Linked DNA regions of Rattus norvegicus: region 1 is linked to region 2. The links are chromatin contacts, called in public Hi-C maps. All regions are on one chromosome and are shown on one strand. The core of a region is the stretch at or near the end of the contact, and the rest is flanking DNA. Distances in the headings are between cores, read along the strand shown. Region 1 overlaps Arhgef3 (Rho guanine nucleotide exchange factor 3). Region 2 holds the start of Arhgef3 (Rho guanine nucleotide exchange factor 3).

Evidence for each region. Hi-C and Micro-C count contacts between places; a contact is called where the count stands out from the background.
Region 1: a Hi-C map of mammary epithelial cells shows a contact between it and region 2, with 2.7 times the contacts expected there. The contact joins the enhancer-like site here to the promoter of Arhgef3 in region 2. A contact is called at or near these places in 7 of 12 Hi-C or Micro-C datasets (the A7r5 cell line, the Rat2 cell line, hepatocytes and 3 more).

What each region holds. Positions count from the first base shown.
Region 1 is chr16:2,586,632-2,591,722 of GRCr8, reverse strand. It overlaps Arhgef3 (Rho guanine nucleotide exchange factor 3), which reads right to left. Exons shown (of 10, transcript NM_001106061.1): 10 at 3,097-5,091. The coding sequence ends at 5,018. Among named protein-coding and RNA genes, the nearest start is that of Tasor, 24 kb to the left of the region's middle. Within about 2 kb of position 1,647, at least 4 of the 93 cell types and tissues checked have an H3K27ac peak or open chromatin away from gene starts, as enhancers often do.
Region 2 is chr16:2,517,329-2,522,088 of GRCr8, reverse strand. It overlaps Arhgef3 (Rho guanine nucleotide exchange factor 3), which reads right to left and starts at 2,878. Exons shown (of 10, transcript NM_001106061.1): 1 at 2,665-2,878. The coding sequence starts at 2,757.

The DNA.
Region 1 (5,091 bases), core at 398-2,897, 71 kb before region 2:
CTCCCTCTGCTGCTCTCTACCTGAACATTCAAGGCACGACTTCTCATTCGATCTAAACATCCACATATTGGCTAGGCTGGCTGGCAAGTAAGCCCTTGGGGTCCACTCATTCCCAGGCCCCCCTCCCCAGGCTGAGGTATAGCCACAAGCTCTCAGATGCTCACCTCCTGAGTGCTAGGATTATCCATGGGTGCTGGTGACCTGAACTCAAGTCATTATGCTTGTATGGCAAGCCCTTTAAGACTGAGCCAACTCCCCTGCCCCCTCATTGTGACATTTCTTCCAATACAGGTGTATGTGTGTACGTGTGTGTGTGCGCATGCAAGTGGAGACGAGAAAACAACCCTGGGTATCATACCTGGGAACACTATTCACCTTCCCTGACACAGTCTTTGATTAACCAATTAGGTGGGCTCCAAGGATCCTCCTATCTCCATCTTCCCAGTGCTAGAATTACAAGATCATGCCACTCCACCTTGAGTTTTTAATGTATTCTGCGCATCAAACTCGTCTCCATGTTTGCAAGACATTCACTTTACCGAGTCTCTTCCCAGCTCCCTTGTATTCATACATGATTATAATGTACTTTGATCATATTCATACTGTTACCCTTTTGGGTCCCCTTCCTCATCACATTCTGGATCTCAAATATTCTCCCCACACATGCATGTTATAACAGGGTCTCACGAAGCAACTTTACAATGTAGAATCACCTGGGAAGAGGGAATTTTAATTGAAGAACAGCATTGATCAGATTGGCCTGTGGTCATGTCTATGGTAAATTGTGTTCATTGACAATGTGTGTGTCGGGGGTGGGGGGATGGACCCAAGTCCACTGTGGGTGGCATCATTCCCTTGGCATGTAGGTATGTAAAAAAGCTGGCTGAGCATGAATCAGTGAATGGGCCAGTAATCAGTATTCCTCCATGGTTTGTTTCAGTTCCTGCCACGACTTTCCCTCAGTGATGGGACCATGACCTACTAGAACCGTAAGTTGAAATAAATCCTTTCCACTCCAAATTGCTTTTGGTCATGATATTTATCACAACAACAAAGGAAACTAGGCTATCCCTTGATAAACCACTCTATCTAGATAGAACCACCAACATTCCTGAAGAAAAAAAGTGTGGTGTGATGAGTTGTGATGTTTTTAAAGCTGTCTGACTACACAGATTTGAGGGGTAGTTACCTCTTCTCAATGTGCACTTGTTCACGTGGGGCTTTCTATCCTGATGGCTATAAGATTCCTACAGATAGCTCTGGGTTTGGGGAACCGTCTTCCCATTCTGTGTGGCCATTCTCTAAAACCAGATGGCACTCTGGATTTGGGGAAATAGAGTAAAAAAAAAAAAAAAGGGACACACAGAGAACGTAAAGTTGAACAAGCTGCTCACCGAGATGGGCTGCAGCTTCCTGTAACCACGAAGTTTGCATTCTTAGCGGCTAGAGACTTCTGGGAATGGAAACTGAAGCAGTCAGTGGCAGTGGCCACAAGCGAGAAACCGAAACCACATTCTAACTTTGCACAAAACTGCCAGCTCTGGCTGTTTTCGTTGTGTCTTGACTACATGGATGGCATTTAGTTGTGTGTGCAGTAACATCTTTGGAACAGACTGAAACCCACGTAGCCTCCCATCACTTGTACTAACTCTGAAAATGTCAGCACAAACAATGAACGTTCTAGCAAAGATACAGCCCCCAAATCAACAAGCCAATGCCGTTGTAGGAACAAAAAATAGAGACTGTCTAAAATGGCTCTGAAGGGGAGGGCAAAAGACCAGAGAACAAAGCAGATTGGGTTTTCTTTCTTTTCTTTCTCCCTTCCTTTCTTTCTTCTTTCCTTTCCTCCCTTCTCTCTCCCTCTCCCTCTCTCTCTCCTTCTCTCCCTCTCTCTCTAATTTGTGTGTGTGTGTGTGTGTGTGTGTGTGTGTGTGTGTGTGTGTGTGTGTGATTTAGCTAGGTAGCTGACTAACCTTGTACTATATAGCCCAGGCTGGCACCTGGTACAATCTAGCTCAGGCTGGCCTTCAAATTGTAGCAGTTCTCTTGGTTCAGCTTCTGGAGTGCTGGGATTGCAGACAGAGAACTCGATTTTTCCCTTGAGAAAAGCAAAACCTGGACTTACTGTTTATGTGAATGCTGTGTCAAATCTAGGAGTGAACAGTATGTAAAGAATGTGGCAGATGCACATTATAAAGAAAAAAGTAGTCATTAGCCTTTCTGCATTAATATGCTGTTGGAAATGGTTGCTAAGGGCTTAAAACCTGTTCAGTTTTTTTTATAAACAAAACAGAAACCCTATTCTTTTGGAGAAATAAAACTATTTCAATGAACAAGTAGACTAAAATTCCAGTGTAATTTAAAAGTGAAACTTCCCTCAGCCCTTCCTTTTCCTTGTTGTTTCAAGAGGTGCTCACACTAAGTAGTTCTTAGCTGGGCTGGAACTTGCAATACAGAGTATTGAACTTTTGGGGATCCTCCTGCCTCTGCTTCCCAAGGGCTGGAGTTACAGGTGTGAACCACTACACCCGTCAGCTTCAAGTTCACCATCAGTCACTTGTGTCCACAGCGAGATGTAACACTCTTCTGTCACAGCTCTGACTTACCACTAAGCTTTGTATAGGGCATAGGTAAAGGTGAGTGAGTGGGGTTGGGGTGGTAAGAGGCTAAAATGGGTAAAGGTGATTGCTGCTAATGTCAAGCCAGATGACCTGAGTCTCAAAGCCCATACAGTGAGAGGAGAGAAGTCAGGCTGTCTTCAGCCCTCCACTCAGGGGTGGTAGCACCTGTGCACTAATGTGCATGTCTCACACATACATCTACACTCAATATATACAAACAAATAAATGGTGTACACTAAGTATGCATGGTCAAAAAAAAAAACAAATCAGAGCAGAATGCTTGAGGAAACAGAAATGTATGTTCTGTAGCAGCTTCATTGATCAGTCACACCATTTACTTCAGCCTGTGTTCTACGGTAAGTCCTACTTGGAAACCACATGCAACATTTCAGAAAGAAACTCTTGCCCTTCAAGAGGACAACCTGACACTTGGTGGCTGAGCACACACTGTACACAGGGGGGAAAGGTATTCTTAATGCAATTTATTTGAAATGCTTCCAGAAAAGTTTAAGGCCATTATACAAAAGTATTCATTTCACCAGAACATTCATTCACTCTCTTCCCACAGGCTGACCCTGACAGAGACCCTTCCTTAACTCGCTGGTCACAATGGCTCTGTAGAGAACATTTCAGGCTTTTCTCTATCGTCCAGTGCCCGGTCCGTCTCAGCTTCCTACTGTGTCTGCCCGGAGCAGGTTTATTCGCTACATCAGCAACTTGAGAGACAAAATGGTTTTAAATAAACTCATAATAGAAAAAAATTTTCACCATGGTTAAAAACTATAAATACAGAAATAGGCTTTACAGGGTAGAAACTGGTCAAAATAGGTCTTGAAAAATAATAATGTCATATACCTTGTTTTTCTATTGGTTGCTCTTGCCACACGGCTTCTTTCAGTGCGCACGACACATGTGCATAGTAAAGGGACAACTTTGCATTTTGCTTTCTTTTCTGTAAACTTTTGATAGATGCAAAAATTAACAACAACAAACAAAAAAAACTTTTTGGCAATAATTTAGAATCATTACTACTAGTGCTGGTGTGGGTATAATTTTATACAAATCCTCTAAGTATTTACACTTGCAGAAGCTGCTCTGTCTAGTTTGTGAACGGTTTTTTCCACCACGCCCTCAAGGTCTTTTTACCCATCCTTGCTCTGTAAAGCAAGGCTTTAACAAAGAACTTTCCAGTTTGGCTAGCCGGTTCTAGTTAATAAGAGCTAATGAAACCAGCCTCGAGGGGAATTAACCACCAGTCCGTCTGTAGCTCTAGAACCAGGCCCAAAAGCAGAGCAGGAAATCTTGAGACCCTCCGGAGTAACTTCAATTTCTGTGGTTCACGCAGGAGCCTTGGGTGACAGTGACACATTTCTCACCCCCAAGTCCTTCTCTCTTGTTTGTCAACAGTCACTGGATGCAGTCACAGTCTCTGTGTCCCTATCCCCCAGCCCCCTATTACCACTGGAAAAGAGGAGTGGCTGAGGAGGATGAAACATAATGCTGATGGGGTCACATGACCCTGGCAGATCTTCTCTGGTCCTGGCAATCCTGATGTTGTAGGCTAGAAAGGGCTCTTCTAATGGCAAGCCATTGGCCATGACAAACGCCTCCAATATCCACCCCCAACTTCAGCTGAATATTCAGAGCTGGCTGGTGCTTTTAGCTTTGTTTTGTTTTTACGGTGGAATTCAGTTTGAACTAGAATTTGGTAAGTAGCCAAGGCTGTTCTTGAACTCCGCATCTTCCTGCCTCTGCTTGCCTGTCCGGCAGCTGCTCTTGTCTTGGCCCTTTCTAAAGCCACCTCTGTTTCAGGTCTTCACAGATTATTCACATTCAACTTGCACTGGATGAAACCACAGGCTTCAAAACAAGGCTTCCTCCTTTGCAAAAATCCAACCTCAGAAACCCCCAGAGATGCTTTTCATGCTTTCTAGTTGAATTAACTCAAAACTGGAGTTCCCTCCAAGGGTTAATCAGACTTTCTGCCTTCCCTTCAATGCGATCTCAGTATTCTGCAGAGCTCTCCCAGTGCCAGGACTTCAGCGACTATGTCAGAGCTAGAGGAACACTAGGCAAGCATGAGACAAAGGCCTTGCCATGCACAACAGTAGTTTAGAGAGTCTTTCTGTTTTGAATGTAGGACAACTCGAAGTAACATGGTCCATTCCTCCGCACTCATCCAGATGCTTGTGGGATACAGCAACAGGGTAAGGGCTGCTGCAAGCTGACACAGACTGGGTGGCAGTTACAGTGCTAGGGACAAGGAGTAGACACAGGGGCTAGGCCAACACAGGCACAGGAGTATTACAAAGTGCCTCTCCAAACTGTTCCCGTGTGGAATACAAACACTGTACAGGTAAGACACGGGCCTGCTGCTGGCAGGGTCACAGCCTCTGTCAGACGTTCTCCTCGGGCCTACTGTTTGCACAGGAAGCGTCTGTCTGTTCCATCCGCTCGCATTCGAGGCTGA
Region 2 (4,760 bases), core at 1,629-4,128:
GATTAGAGCTGAAGGGTTTCATGACTAGCTAATCAGAGGCGTCACATTTAAACATTTGCAATCAAACTTATATACCCATAAGAAATGCCAGATTAAGAAGCAGTATTTGCAATCTAACCCATATGCCCATAAGAAATGTCAGAGTAACAAGCACTATTTTATTAGTTGATACAAAATATCAGGCAGGCACTATCATAACCTATGCAGAATACTTTTTAAAGTTTAAAATGGACAGTTTAAAGAAAAAATTTAAACATGTATCTTTTTTTTTTACTTCCACTGGGAACTACCAATAAAACTTTAAAAAGAAGCATTTAAATTAAACCCTGAAGAGAATTTTTTCAGCATTTTTACTCAGATAGATGTCATCTGGTGACCTGCTCCCCGCTGACTTTTCTGTTAGGTGAACAGAAAGTTGCTGGTGACTGAGTACTAGAAGAAACCAGCCGAGGCCATGCTGCACGCAGTTCTCCCTAGAATGTGCTCAGGAGGAACAGCCATCACGCATGGTGGCTGGCACAGGTGCTCAGCCACAACTACCCTGAAGGTCAACGAGTCCTGTCATCGCAAGAAGGCCTTCAGAGAGACAGGCTTCCTTTCATTATCTTCTTTTTACAAAGAAACAAAGTTTCTCAAAAAAGAAACATTCACAGGACTTAACAATATCTATTTTATAAACAATTATATAATCTTGTTTTTCTTAAAAGGCAGTAAGTGAACGTGGGTTTTAGTGGTTGTTTTTAGACATTTATAAATACTGGCGACACCTACCGGCAGAAAATATATTTCTGTTCAGTCGCCCTTTGTGCAGACAGAAACAAGAAAACTTCCCCTGAAACCCACTTAAGTTTCTTTTTCCAACCTTGTCCATCTCCATTACTGGGAAGCTATTTATACCTGACCAATGAAGTTGGAGACATCTATCTCTGTCTCAAGTTGTGTCAAGTGTACTTTTATTATGGTAAAAATAATTATATTAATACAACTCAGTGGTGATCCCTGAAAAATACTTACCAATATTCCCCAAAAGCATTCACCTCCCATCCTTGTTTTCACACAAGTACATCCCCACAAAGGGAATATAAAAATATTAGTGATGAGGAAAATTAGCATAACAGTTCACGAAATGCTAGAGCACATATCTACAGACCATGACTAACAAGAAAAGAATAAGCAGGCAGCTTCACTTAAGCCTTTACCACAGGACTCCAAAACACAGGACAAAAAGAGCAAAGCCCGGTCAGAATTCACAACTATTTTCACTATGATCTTCTCTGACCCATTTTAGTTTATTAACCGAACTGGCTATGCTTTTTTTTTCCTCCCAGAAGTCTGAGAAGCCACCAGCCCCATCCCTACTGAAAACTCATATCTAACCCAGGCAGTAACAACCTGAACCCCAGGAAGGTACCACCCTGTCCAAACAGATGAGAACCCGTCACACTTCCATAGCTGCTGAGACTACGAGCTCTACAAATATTCAACTAGCTACGGAAAGGAGAGGGTTTTATCTTGTATAACCAGAGCCTGGCAGAGTCCTGCTGCAAGGAGGCACTGTTGGAGGAAATGAATCTCCAAATACACCTATACAGAATTCAGAGTCAAGGGCACACACTGAGCAGACAGACCTACATGTGTCGCATAGGTGGAACCAACCGTGCAGTGACTGGGCGGGACACACATCTGCCTCCAGCACCACCACTGCCCACCCGCCCCCCCCCCCCCGTCTTGGTGGTTCTCAGAGTGAGGCAGAGGAAAGTGGAGAACACACACACACACACACACACACACACACACACACACACACACACACGGGGGGGGGGGATGATTAGCTGGTGCTATAGACGCCACCACAGCAAGGCTAGGATCTGATAAGGCAACTGTCTTCTCTAAAACCCTGAAAAAGTACGAGAATAGTCTTCTCCCCCAGCTTAACCTACTAACTCTTTTAAGGGCAGTCAGCAACTTGCCAGAGACAGAGCACACGGGGGCGGGAGGGGAAAGCTTAAGAAAACCAAACTGAGAGGACTCCCTCAATTACCCAAGGGCACTGCCTCTCTCCCTGCGCCCAAGTTCCCAGAAAGGGAACTGTTTCTAGTCTTTAAGACAGCGAATTCACCAGCGTATAGCTCATTTTCAGCCTCAATTACTCTTTTAGCTTAGACCCAAAATGAACGACACTCTTCCTCCAACCTCCTTTATTGGTTACTTTTGACAAGTAAAGGTGCTCTGTCCTGCCCTTGCTCTCAAACAGCTACAAAACCAAGTGTGTCTGGTGAGATATCTGAACCGGTCTCAAAGAACTTAGGCTCTCTTAACCCCGACCGAGGACGGGGACACATTGCTTTACGAGGGGCTCTTCCTGACACCCAGGCCTCCCTAACAGGGCAGCGGTAGGTAGATGCCTTTGCGGGCTCTAGACAGAGACTGGAGTTCTGTCTGCCGGACTCTCCAGTAGGAGAGAGGCAGCGTCAGGAAACTGCGGTTCCCGGGCGCAGGGAGAGAGGGGCAGGGATAGAGGAGCCAAGAGAAGGCGAGAGGGAGCATTTGAAGGGGCGATCCGGAGAAGCGCAGCACTCCGGGGAGATGGAGAGAAAGTGTGCGGTATACAAGGTGAGGTGGCGGAGAAGCCCGAGGTGCAGGTGTGTGGAGGGCGCGTCCTACCTCGTCCTTGGCCACCCCGCTGCCCAGGGGCGCCTCCAAGCTGCAGTTTGCCCTCTTGACAGTGAGGTAGAAGGGGTAATCCTTGGCCACCATGGCAGCTGCCGGGCCTGCCCTTTGCGATGTCACCGCTGATCCCAGGCGACAACAAAAATCCCGGGTAAAAGAGGGCCCGAGCTCCACGATGCCGGCGGCGGCGACGCGAACACCTACAACGGCTTCTAGCAGGCTGGACCTGATGCCTGGCTCCACCGGGAGGGCGGGCCGCTGTAAGCCACGCCCACGGAGGGAGGGCGGATGGGCGGGACTAGAGAGGACCACCCCGCCCTCCTAGGAACGCCAGGTGCGGACGTGTAGACGCCTCGTGGGGCTGGGGCGGTTCTGCCAACTTTGGGGACCTCAGGGAACACGCGCGTTGAGCCACCAGACCCCAGGCAACTCCATTCGTGGAAGAACAGTTTGTAGCAAGGAGGCCCGGGAGCGAGGGGGCAAGGCCCAAGCCAGAATCATTTTGAGGCGTAGGCGGGGTGTGTGCAGGGTTTCTCTACATAGCCCTGGCGGTCCTTTTTTAAAAGTGAGCGTTAGTAGGGTAAAAGCAGTCCAAACAGTTAAATGCGCCCACTTTAAGTGTGCAGTTCAAAAAGCACCGCGTAACCAACCTCCACAGCCGAGAGACAAATACTTTCCACCACATATGGAGTCCCCTCTAACCATCCTCTTCCCCCTCCCACGTGCCTACACTCACGCCCCTACACCCACGCTGGACTGATTCAGTCTGTTTCCAGTCTAAAGCAAAGATCACGTTTTGGGGGATCTTTTCTAAGGGAAACACTGACGTTGTAAATGCCCAAGAAGCAATTAAAAGGGCGTTGCTGCAGCCCTGACCAGTCAGTAAAAAACAAACAAACAAACAAAAAACTAGAAACAATGGCAACGGTCTTTGGTAAGAGTACTTTAAGTAAACTTTTCTAATTATAGAACACCACCCCATAGCGATCAGAAAGGAGATGGGTCTATGGGTGGGGCACTGAAAGATCTCCTTGATGCTGGCCTCAGTTCGAAAAGTAAAAGGCTGGCCTTTTGAAGAATAGTTAGCAAGTGTGGGGCTCTGAGTTCAGTTCCTGCATCCAAAATATAACAGTGCGGAATCAAAGCAGTAGAACAGTCTGTGATCAAAACACATCTACAAAAGAATACTTTCCTTCTTCCTTCTCTTTCTTTGCTTCTTTGTTTCTTTGTTTCTTTCTTGATATTTTCTATAAAGACATACTTGTAGGTCAACAACATTTAATGTCTAGAAAAATCTGAGACAAACTTACACTGTCCCTGGTGGCAGAGGAGAAGAAACATCTGAGATAGAAAAGGTAGTGATAGTCAACAAAGAGGCTTTACAGTTACAGTAACAATTTTCAACGTCTTAAAAGAAAACTATGTTCGCATGTCACCCAGGGGAAAGAAGAAATTAATTTTCTTAAAGTTATCATTTCCTCCAAATAACATTTCTTGTAAACTTCCCTGTAGTATCTTTCCATCCTCCAGTGAATGGCCTCGTACAGCAAGTGCTGTTACAGGGAGCTACCGAGTCTTGTTTTTGCTGTTGGGGTGTGAGGGAGGCAGTGTGATGGAGAAATAGATCCTGCTTAGACATTCTCTGCTTCCAGATGAGGTCAGAACCCAGCAGTTCCTACTTTCCCTGGTGAGAAACTGCTTAACGTGTGGATCTTCCACCTCAGGTACCAAACCCACACCCTGGCCCTAAACCCACCCATTATCTTGCCCAACTAGATAGCAGACGAATGGACTGCCTTTGGATACGGGAAGAAGCATATGTGTGAACAGGGCTCCTAAATGAGTGGGTTCTGACGAGACAAGAGGAAGCTGTGGTTTTCTTTCTAAGTACACAACCTGAAGCAATAGGAAGAAAGCTGCAGCCAAAGAAGTGTGGAGTGGGAAGGAGCCTATGACAACCACTGACTTTCCCTAATGACATCCCCACCACACAGTCATACTCCCTGCAAGCGTAGCCAAATGTGCTGCTGGAGCAAAGGGAACCCCATCTCCAGGGTGCCCAAGCAAGCCAGACCAGAGGTAGTGACATG